Regions from separate parts of the Acanthopagrus latus genome. Here region 2 is linked to region 1. A link is a contact called in public Hi-C data. All regions are on one chromosome and are shown on one strand. Each heading gives the region's core, a stretch centred on a gene start, on an enhancer-like site or on the middle of the called end of the contact. The rest is flanking DNA. Distances are from core to core; before and after follow the strand shown. Region 1 holds the start of dnajc7 (dnaJ homolog subfamily C member 7). Region 2 holds the start of dhx58 (probable ATP-dependent RNA helicase DHX58).

Region 1 (5,588 bases), core at 1,125-3,624:
CTTCCGTCTGAACATCTTATATCTCATATCTTAATTGCTAACAGCAATATGTGATAAGGAATGTCAATTATTCACTCTACAACATCCAACACTGAGTCTAAGCAAAGAAGATATGTAGTGTAACGAATCTCCAGATCAACAAACAGAAAAGTAACTGGCATCATCAATAATCTATCAATAAAAACCCTTCACCTCGTAAAAGATCTGGAATTCAGCATTTGTGTGACCATGTAGTTAGCTAAAACGAGTGCCTGCTGCAATTCATGATTCACTCTGTGTATTTACATGCAGCGTACATGTAAATAAAATAATAGCCAGTGAACGTAAGTGCTAGGTCCTAATTGATCTATGCAGGGAGCGCCACGAGTCCAAAACGTTATAAAACTGAGATCCAAATGTTGATTGTCAGTAGTTAAAAAACTACATTATGAGGGTCCAAATATGACTGCTGATATCAACAGTGGTAACTGTGAAGAATGTGGGTGAATAGTTTGGTCATAGTCCAACCTAATAAAATGGGGAATGACGAATAAAAATCCCTAGCTTTTAATTTCTGAGCTAATGTGGCAAAAATCAGCATTTTACTCATTTATAAGAAAAGTAGTATTTCACCAAAACATCAAATATAGATGCCAATAGGAACAGTTCTCACTGTATATAAATATCCATACAATCATTCTGCCTTTTCTTTCATTATCACTCCTCAACATTCTTTGATCCTTTGTATCAAAATTGATCATTAGCAAAACTAAGCTCCCTTCAACACACCTCTTCTCCCTTTTTCTTCCCTCTTGAACATAAATACAGTGTCTGTTCACTCAGCTATCTGTAGACCCACTGCCCTTATTCTTATTACGACTGAGGGGGAAAGTGGACTTGCTCTGGGGCTGGGTCATTTTGCTGGCCAGGTAAACAAAGGGCTCAATCAGCGTGCGCCGGTCCACCACCGACACCTCCCATAGACGCACCTTTTCGTTCTTTGCCCAGTTCTGAGCCAGGTTAGCATCAACTCTTCTCTCATCCTGCTTGTCCAGCTTGTTACCAAGCACAACAATGGTCACCTGTGGAATAGGGATCAACAGGTTAGCTCAACATCGATGGAGGAAACAACAACAAACTGTATATAAATTGCCCCAAATCAGCCTTCACACATATACACTGTAAATGTATTCAGTCCTCACCTCTTTCTTGTCTCTCTGACGGTCAATGTCCTTCTTGAGGGCCTCCATCCGCTTGAAGGACTCTTTACTGTCAATGCTGTAGACAAGTACAAAGCCGTCGGCAAAAGTGTAGTAATGTCGAGGAAACTCCATCCCGTCACGGAGTCCTCGGGTGTCATAGAAGCGGACCTGCTCTCTTGTGCCGCGGTCAGTTTCTATGGATCCAATGTAGATGTCCTCCAAGGTCTCCATGGGTTCTGAGCCTAACAGTGGGAAAACAAAGACAAGCACATACAGAGTGATATACTGCACACATACAGGACATTTGCTTGATTCGTTTACTTTTATTTTATTACCTTACTTAAGACAAACAGCAATACAATTTGCACGACAGGGTGTGAGTATCCCAGTCTAATTTTAATACCAAGTAAACTTTATAAATTAGAATGTACTAAGATATATTTCAATCTACAAATCATGAAATTACCAGTCACAGTTTTTGTTCTTCTAAGTTCCTATCTCAAAGCTCTATATCACTAATTGTGTAGTTTGTGATAGCAGGTCCTCATTGTAAACCAGCTCATTACCTCAAAACATTTAATCGTGTTTTATTACGCTTCATTAAGTAAGACATACACGGTATTGCTGTAAATAAGATATACCTGCAACATGATTGGCATACAGTAGTTGCTCCAAAACTGCCGTTTTGCCAACAGCAGCCTGGCCACACACAACCACTTTACAGCTTTTTCCCATGACTCACTCTCGGGTCAGAAATTCTGTTTTTCGGAGAGAAGATACAGAGATAGGAAACTGTTGAATCAAGCTTTATAAACGGCACGTTACAGAGTAAATACACAGCTTCGCAATGTGCTGCACATTCTAGTAGCAATGCAGTTAAAATAGATCTGAGTCTTGTTACTGACAACTGTTGTTTTAGAGAGACGAAGATCTAGACAGCATACATAGGAAATGTCTTTCTGACACAATATATTACAGTAACGACTATGCTAACGTCAGGAATTAGCTTAGCATTAGCTTTCGGTGAGCTACAGAGCCACGATATTGCGTACCAAGTAGCGAATGCCATCTGAAAGTGACTAACACGGCTAAAACGTGTGCTTTCATAAAATATATACGTCAAAATTGTCTACCTGTAGAGAGATATGTTTGAACTATGAGGATATTCTTACCTGTAAGAAGACTGTTCTTCTTACCTAACGGGCTACTTCCTGTTTACACTGTACGTAACTTCTGCAGTAGATGTGGCCCCGCCCCTCCTCATTCAAGGCAAAATGGCGACGGACGACTGCGATATGGACCCTGACATGGAACTGCTAAGTGACGAAGAATTAGAAAGGTAATACTAGATATGCCTCTGTTGTCAGCGACCGAAACACTTCTGTAATTGAGAATCATGCTGACATGTTTCATCCAAAGACAGTGACATGTGACATTTCTCGTCGCGCTATGAAAGCGAAGTAGCGCGCTACCGCTCACTGTTTAGCTAGCTGCCCTGGATCGTGTTTAGCTCGGTTGCCCTGCACTCAGCTGGATGTGCTGGATTTGTCTGGCTCGCTGTCAGACACACCATGATACATTCAAATCTGCCCGTCGAGTGTAAAAGTCGATTGATCTGGCCGAGAGTACTGCGTGAACAACATTGCGATATTCGAAGTAGCTGGCGAACTAGATAATGACACCATGAAGTCACAGTGTGGTCGTGATGTAAAAGATGAAAGGCTTCCAGAAAAAGTCATGGCAGTGGCCCACAACATGGTGTCATATGTTCCTGGCTCTGCTCCCTCTTTGCTTCACAAAATAACTACGTGTGTGATTGGCACGTCTGCCCTGCTGCTTTGGCTATTTCTATCTTTAGCCAACTCAGGCCAGCAAGCTCTCTGAAATGCATGCGTCCACTGACAGTCCTGGACATGCTCTGTTGACATGTTACTATGCATGTGTACTCAGACGGGACTTAAGTTAATAGAATAATGTTTGCAAAGAAGAAGTCGTGTCGGACAAACCCAGCCGGCTGACTGTCACACAGCTGTACAGTCATGATCTGTCCATAACAGAACTGATCTTAGTTTTTGCCATTATTGTATCTGTCTTACTGCCCATCTTTACACAGGGAAGCAGAGGGCTTCAAAGAGCAAGGCAATGCCTTTTATATCAAGAAGGATTACGCTGAAGCATTCAATTATTACACCAAGGCCATAGGTAATTATGCCTACATAACTTGGCTTGATGGGGTGATATTGATTTTGTGTTTGCATGAGAAAACAAGATCTGTCTTTGATAGGATATCAGTAACTTTTTGTTTTATTTTATTATACAGACATGTGTCCGAAGAATGCAAGCTACTACGGAAACAGGGCAGCGACACTAATGATGTTGGGTCGGTACAGAGAGGCTTTAGAGGATTCCCAGCAAGCAGTACGACTAGATAACTCCTTCATGAAGGCAGGTGGTGGGAAACAAACTGCTACATTCTATATATGGAGAAATCTACTCTTGTACTTCTGTACTTTACTGTATACTGTTAAGTATATCCTGTTCTGAGTGTTGTTTTGGAGTATACATTTTTCATAAGCAGGCCTCTTCTTCTTCCATTTTTGGGCAAGCACAATTCAATGAAATATCAATCAAATTGTAATTTGGCAATATCAATGTTTTAATAAATAGAAAACATGCAACAGAACAGTATTATAATGAAGTACTATAGTTCTGCAGAGATGCCCTTGTCTTCAAATCTTGTTTGCTAGATGTAAGAAAATATGTTTATTTGGTTCAGACCCCAACAAATGTGACATCGTCATGATTTTGATACTTTTCTCAGGGAAAATGAAGATTGGGATGCAACAATAATCATTCTCAGTAATCGTTACTCTGAAATTGTAATATTTGTCATGATGATCAAAATGCAACTTTATTAACACATCATTTTAACATAACATGATAAACGTTTTGTTTTGTGACTTGTAAAATATGGTTTAGATAGCAAATAACAATTACTTTCCACCCTCACTTAGTTTAAAAAGCTCATTAATTGATTAATTATTACTGCAAAAGGCAAAACAATTGAAAAAAAGTTTTTACTCAAAACCCTCACAACTTGAGACCTTAAAAATTGAGTGTAGCTGTTCACAACACTGCAGAACTATGTACTGTTTCATTTTGTAGGAGTGCAAATCAGTTTTATGGTTTTTGTTCATATGGTTCATAGCGCCTCAATACATAAGCTATAACTCGTCCCTATAGTAGTGAATAACCATCCATTGCTGCAGGGTTACCAGCATTATGATTTTATAGACAGAATTACACAAAAGTGTGTCCTGTAACAAAGCAGTAAATTAGGGCTAACCATGGTTTAGTTTTTGGTAAACAAGGCCCAGTTGATTTCAGCAAGAATGGGAAGTTATTGCTGCAGTCTTTTAAGTTTTAAGTCTTTTTTCCCCGCAGGGCCATCTGCGAGAGGGCAAGTGCCACCTGTCCCTTGGCAATGCTATGGCTGCCAGCCGCTGTTTCCAGAGGGTTCTGGAATTAGAGAATGACAACAGCCAAGCCCAGCAGGAGGTGAGTCAGCCTTCCATTTGACAGAACATGATCTGACAACTTGGACATGATTATCCATTATCACAAAAGCTTTGGCCAAGCTAGTGCAAATAAAAGTGGAAAGGTCTAGTGCTGAGTGGTTTTAGAGGAGATCCGTTAAAGTTTCTGTCAATACCCAAAGCAGAGAAGAGAGGCCAGTGGTAGCTATAAAAGAGATAATTGACTAAATGGTCTTCTCACTGAATATCACACATTCATTTAACAGCTGAAGAATGCAGAATCCATCCTTGAATATGAGAGAATGGCAGAAATCGGATTTGATAAGAGAGACTTCAGGATGGTAAGCTACACACTGCTCACAATCATACGTAATGCTGTCAATTATGTGATACATCAGCACTTACAGACACGTGTGCTGTGGTTGTCTCTAGGTTGTATTTTGCATGGACCGTGCCTTGGAGTCTGCCCCAGCATGTCACAGGTTCAAGATACTGAAGGCAGAGTGTTTAGCGCTGCTGGGACGCTATCCAGAGGCTCAGTCTGTAGCCAGGTAAGAGGGCATGTTTAAAAAATACTTTGATCAACATATTTGTTTGACATAATTGGAATTTGTAACAAAGACTGCAGGGTGAAAGCAGATTAAAACACAAGGATATACATGTGCCATACCAACTCAGAAACATATTACTATAATACTTGTCAATCAGTCCAAAAAAAAAAAAGCAGTCGTTCATCCCAGAGCTCTGGAGAAACCATGAAACATGACTTGAAAGTAGTAATGATAAATATCTTAAATTTCATGGTTGGATGGATAAAGAGAATCCATCCAACACCTGATATTTTTAAAAGCTATAAAGCACATCTCTGTGT
Region 2 (5,588 bases), core at 2,027-4,526, 170 kb before region 1:
TTGAAGAACCTTCTGGCCCAGATAAAGGTAAGAATCTGTTTACATCAGACACACACACACACACACACGAGACTAACCAGGGCTTTGTTCTCAACAGACTCATCCGGATGCCTGGCCCTTTATGGAACCAGTGAAAAAGTCGGAGGCTCCAGATTATTACGAGATCATCCGCTTTCCCATCGGTCAGTGAACCTCTCATTGTTAAGACAGCAGCTTTTCTTTTTAATTATGAAATTATTATTCATTTAAACTTATTTCCATCGATGGTTGTTGTCTCCTTTTTGTCCCCACAGACCTGAAGACCATGACGGAGAGACTGAAGAACAGATACTATGTGACCAAGAAGCTTTTCATTGCCGACCTGCAGCGAATCATCACCAACTGTCGCGAGTACAACCCTCCAGACAGCGAGTACTGCAAGTGTGCCAGCACCCTGGAGAAGTTCTTCTACTTCAAATTAAAAGATGGAGGTCTGATCGAGAAGTGAACTTGGCCGCAGAATTATTTAACGACTTCTCAACAGACGAGGAGCAACTTTTATGTCAGCCACACACCAAGATGGAGCAGATCATGAGGAAAACATCGTTAGCTATTGTCATATCTGAGTTAATAAAATGGTATGTACATGACTGACAGATTTTACAAGGGAACTGTTGGACAAACATAAGAGGGTTGCTTGGAAAGCATTACAAAGTGTCCAAATGGCATTATGTTTCCCCATAACATTAATCTTCTGTCATCCTCACTATTCCAGTACTCGCAGTGAGTTAATAATCTGCATTTACATGTTTCATTAAGTGTACCAAAGTTATAGGTCCAAGTTATAACAATGCCACACTTTCCACCATTACTTACAGTATGATTGACCTGGTTTTGTCACATTTAATGACATTTGTTCATTCCAGTTTGCTTGAAGCCGTCACTCGAGCAGATGTATATGTAGTGTAGTTCTTTTCACAGAAAACTGGACCTCGGGACCTAAAGCCACGTTGCCTTCCGTTACTGACAGACACTTGAACATCCCAGCCATCATCATGGGTTTTAAGATAAATGGTCTTTGAGGGTTGAAGTCCTTTAAACACATGGCACAGAAAGATGGGCAGTACTTTGACTCTCAAGTAGTCAACTGGTGAGAAATACATCAATGCAATTGTTAAATTAATTGCAAATACTGAACATTTGCTGATATTAGCGCCTCAATATTGAGGATTTTTTTCTTTTCATTCCGGTCTATGTTGAAACTTTGGATATTTTTTGGGCTGTTGGTCAGAAGAAATGCTATTATTTATTTTTTGGACTTCGGCAACATTGTTTTTAGCATTATTCTTTATTCTAAGCAAATTTTAGAATATGAAAACATCAGCGAATAACTGAGCAAGAAACAGCAAGTGATGGACTGGGCATCAAATATTTCCAGCACTTGTGTGCTAAACAAAATATTTTACCCGATCGTTGCCTTCAAGAAAACACTGTTGTTTTCATGTTGACAACAACATATAGATACTTATTTGTACAGTAAATATGCTACACATTGTTTATACACCATTTTCCACTGGCAGGGTTTAATTCCATTTAGTAAGAGGTCACACTTACGTAGAGCTTTTACCGTGCTTGCAGGTGATTTGTTCTGTTGCTAGACTCTGTTGCACAGTCACTTCCACACACATATGCTAAGTAGTCTGTTTCGTGTCCAGCCACATTGTTGTGGTGCTCACAGGTTTACTGGATAGTTTTATGTTGAAAAGACCTGGAGGAGTTGGGGGAGAAGCTAACGAGAAGTCCTCATAGTGTGCTCTGGTTTTATTTATCACACCATACACAAGCTGTAGTGGGTGTCAATGTTAATGCATGGCAGACAGTTTACAATTTGAACTCTCGGAAAAACTGAAACTTTTGGCCACGGTTGTTGAAGGTTTTACAGTGTTACAAACATTGTAATGAGCTGTTAAAACCTTCAACTGTCCAATGCTGGTTGAGCCTGCTTGTTGAATGTTCCATTGAATTGTGTATGTTTGTGTGTGTGTGAGTGTGTGTTTATTTTGTACTTGAATCATGACTAGCTTTGAATTACTGATGTGATGTCAGTGTTGCATTATTCAGGGTCGTCAATTGCATACTTCTCCCTCAATCTACCAATGCTGCATTTCAGATTTTCTTAAGAGGGTCAATCTGAGTGAAACTTTCCACCTGTTTGAGGATGGCTACTGTCTCTAGTTATGGTATAAATGCCATTTACTGTAACTGTAATACTGTTCATGAAAATAAAGTTTTTTTTTAAATTAAACATTTCCTAAATAGACAGTTAGTTTCTTTAGGTTTCTTTTTCTCATCCAGACAAGTGTGAACTTGATCACTTGACGAGAACTCAGCATTAATTAACCATGTAAAAGTGCACTCGTTTTGAATTGACTAATTTTTAAGGATTTCCATTTACTAAATTCTGCAGTTATGTTGGTGGGCATTTTGAAAGAATACTAAATTTGGCACATTATGACTTGTGAAGAACTAGAATTAGTTAACTGCACTGCACTTACTTAGGCTAAATCTAATTGGTAAAAAGTTTCCCTGAACTATTAAGTATTTGTGCTCAAATTGGTGCGTATTATGGTTAATCTGTGCAAAATGTTCTTTGATTACTTAAGATTTCTTCTGTGTCTGCTTTAGAGTGTGGAGCAATAACAACACAGCATAGGTTTCGTTTTCCTGATGTAATGAAAAGTAAGAAGGACTTAGTTGAGGTATGTTGCGCACAAACTACACTACAGTTTCATATAACACCTCATCTGTTAGCCTGCCATACAGTTTAAGATAAATGTAGGATCACCTGTGCTTGATTATAAAGGGCTAGTGTAAGTAGGAAAGTTTTGGCCTCCTCTGTCACTAGATAGTAAAGAGCAGCTGTCGTTCCTCCCGAGCCTCCCTCGGTGGGCCCCTTCTCCTGGCAGAGTGAGCAGAGGTTTTGTTTTTTATTCTCTGCATGCCACAGCTGATCTGAACTGGTTTAAAAACCCCACCTTAAACCACATGATGAACCTTAAGGAGATTTTGTACAGAAGCAACTTGTGTGAGTCACTAATGGTAAAATCATAGTTTTACATGCACACTTGATGCCTATTTACCTATTTTTGATTTTATTTATACCAGTGCAGTGCCCGTTTCAAATATGCTAGTTCATAATTATGCAGTTCTGATAATTCTGCAGAGCAAGGAATATTTGATTATTTAATATATTGCTATGTGTAGTAAGTATAGAACTTCTGTATTTGTTTCCAGGTTATTAATATTGAATATTTCTGGTTACATCATTTGCTACAACTTCTCGGATTGAGGTAATTCAGTGTTAATAGGCCATTACTTGTGAGATGGTAGCAATCAGACAGTGTTGTGGACGGGACATTGAGTGAGACCTCATAGTATTGACTCTACAGAGAGGATGCTGCATCAGAGTAGTGCATTTTTACACTGTATCGGCAATCACACACGAAAAATGATTAATACAGAATCAGCTGATTGGCCAGAATGACAATCTGTCCCTCCTAGTCTGTAGCAAACAAACTTCTTACATCTGCAGAACAACATTTGTAGGCCATGATATCTCTGCAGCACTACAGTTCCTCATTATAATGCTGTTTTGTTGCACCATGTTTTGTCAGTACAGCTTCACTGATATTCCAAAATTCAGATTTACTGTAATTAAGTCGTGTGAAACATTGACTTGCAACTGAAGTCAGTTGGTGAATAACCAGAGGGCAGAAAACATCAAGTCACATTAGCTCACATTCAAACAGCTATGGGGATTTCCAATATCAACACAGACAACTGTAGGTTTTAATTTCCTGATGCAATGAAGAGCAATGGATCGGGCACTGCCAGGGTGAATGCAAAAACTCAGGAAGCCCTCAACATAACACCCCAGCTGTATGGGGCTAATATAGTAATTACTGTATATACAGTAGATAAGATATAAATATAAGCTTAGACAAAGGCCTGTTTACATCAGGGTTACATCTGACACTGCATAATGTGGCCTGTCTGTTGTTACTCCAGAGCCTCCCCGTGTGGGGCCAGCTTTTTGGGTTCAGAGTGCCTTTACTTTCGTTTCCGTGTCTTCGCGTCACACAGCTGATCGCAGCTGAAATAAAAAGCCCTCCACCTCCACTGTGAGTTGACAGAGGACGAGGAGAGGCTGCAAACACACACAGCTGACTGGTGAGTTAATAAAGGCTTATTTTATTTCGAATAGCATTAAACGCAATGACTCAGCATTGTCTCACAGCAGGCTTGTTTGTTTTCTCTCAGACTTTCAAGCATTAATGAGTTTTGGATGTACTGGTTCTTCCGTGTAATATGTTGAGTCTCTGTAATTATGATCTATTGTCTCAAAGGAGGAAAGTTCAGGATGGCAGATTTTGGACTGTATGAATACCAGGAGGAAGTGGTCGAACAGGCTCTTCAAGGAGAGAACATAATTATTTGGCTGCCGACTGGAGGTGGAAAGACCCGTGCTGCGGTGTATGTGGCCAAAAGACACCTGGAGACCACACGTAACGCCAAGGTGGTGGTCCTGGTTAACAAGGTACACAGAATGCACACAACAGACACGACAGGCAGTCCAAAATCACTTTCAGAGCAACAGTTAAACATGATATTTTGTTTTTAATGTCTTTTTACACTGAAGGTTCACCTTGTGGACCAGCACTACACCAAAGAGTTCAAACCACACCTGCGCCATGACTACGCCCTGGTGCCGGTCAGTGGAGAGAGTGAGGAGAAGGACTTTTTCGGGAAAGTTGTGCAGGACAATGACGTAATCATCTGCACAGCACAGATCTTGTACAATGCTCTGACTAACACGGAGGAAACCAAACACGTTGAGCTCTCAGGTCAGTAAAAATGAGCATTCACATCCCTGATTATGATGACGCTGTAGGTTTTCTAAGTGTCGTAATACAGACATTAAGATCAGCAGACAGAGATCAAACCCTTGATGAATTCCTAACAGATATTACTCTTCTGATAATCGACGAGTGTCACCACACCCACAAGGAGTCAGTCTACAACAAGGTGATGGGATGCTACGTGGAGAAAAAGCTGAGCAAAGAGGGACCGTTGCCACAGATCCTGGGTCTCACTGCGTCACCAGGAACAGGAGGTGCAAAGACCCTGGAAAAGGCTGTGGAGCACGTACTGCAGGTCAGGGTTCACTTATTCCTCTTGGGGGTTTCAAAGAGTCTGTCACTGATCTGATCTCCCACAATCATCTGTCTCTTTACTTTCTCCCTCTCAGATTTGTGCCAACTTGGACTCAGCCATAGTCTCAACTAAACACTATGCCCCCGAGCTGAAGAGGAACGTCCCCAGACCCATCAAGACATTTGATGTTGTGGTGCCAAGGCCTCATGTAAGCTAATTTTTTTTCCCCTTTAAAAACATGAAACCCAGTACATGTAGTAGATAGACAGTTCATCCTTTTAATTACACCACATCCCAACTGACCTGACCAGGGAACAAGGAGATACATGAGCTGACAGCAACAACCTGCACTCATTTTAATCTAGACTGTCACATTTTAATAGCTACAAAAACCA

What was found. Hi-C and Micro-C count contacts between places; a contact is called where the count stands out from the background.
Region 2: a Hi-C map of muscle shows a contact between it and region 1, with 4 times the contacts expected there. The contact joins the promoter of dhx58 here to the promoter of dnajc7 in region 1. A contact is called at or near these places in 2 of 4 Hi-C or Micro-C datasets (both in muscle).

The regions. Positions count from the first base shown.
Region 1 is chr23:17,704,775-17,710,362 of fAcaLat1.1, reverse strand. It overlaps dnajc7 (dnaJ homolog subfamily C member 7), which reads left to right and starts at 2,374. Exons shown (of 14, transcript XM_037087881.1): 1 at 2,374-2,520; 2 at 3,295-3,383; 3 at 3,502-3,626; 4 at 4,626-4,739; 5 at 4,984-5,058; 6 at 5,150-5,268. The coding sequence starts at 2,456. nkiras2 (NF-kappa-B inhibitor-interacting Ras-like protein 2) reads right to left here. Exons shown (of 5, transcript XR_005072740.1): 3 at 5,123-5,258.
Region 2 is chr23:17,876,712-17,882,299 of fAcaLat1.1, reverse strand. dhx58 (probable ATP-dependent RNA helicase DHX58) reads left to right here and starts at 3,276. Exons shown (of 12, transcript XM_037087871.1): 1 at 3,276-4,209; 2 at 4,386-4,576; 3 at 4,679-4,883; 4 at 5,003-5,193; 5 at 5,288-5,401. The coding sequence starts at 4,400. kat2a (histone acetyltransferase KAT2A) reads left to right here. Exons shown (of 18, transcript XM_037087868.1): 16 at 1-27; 17 at 98-182; 18 at 294-2,301. The coding sequence ends at 487. The region is part of intron 2 of LOC119013400 (a long non-coding RNA gene); the gene reads right to left. LOC119013401 (a long non-coding RNA gene) reads right to left here. Exons shown (of 2, transcript XR_005072742.1): 2 at 4,215-4,564.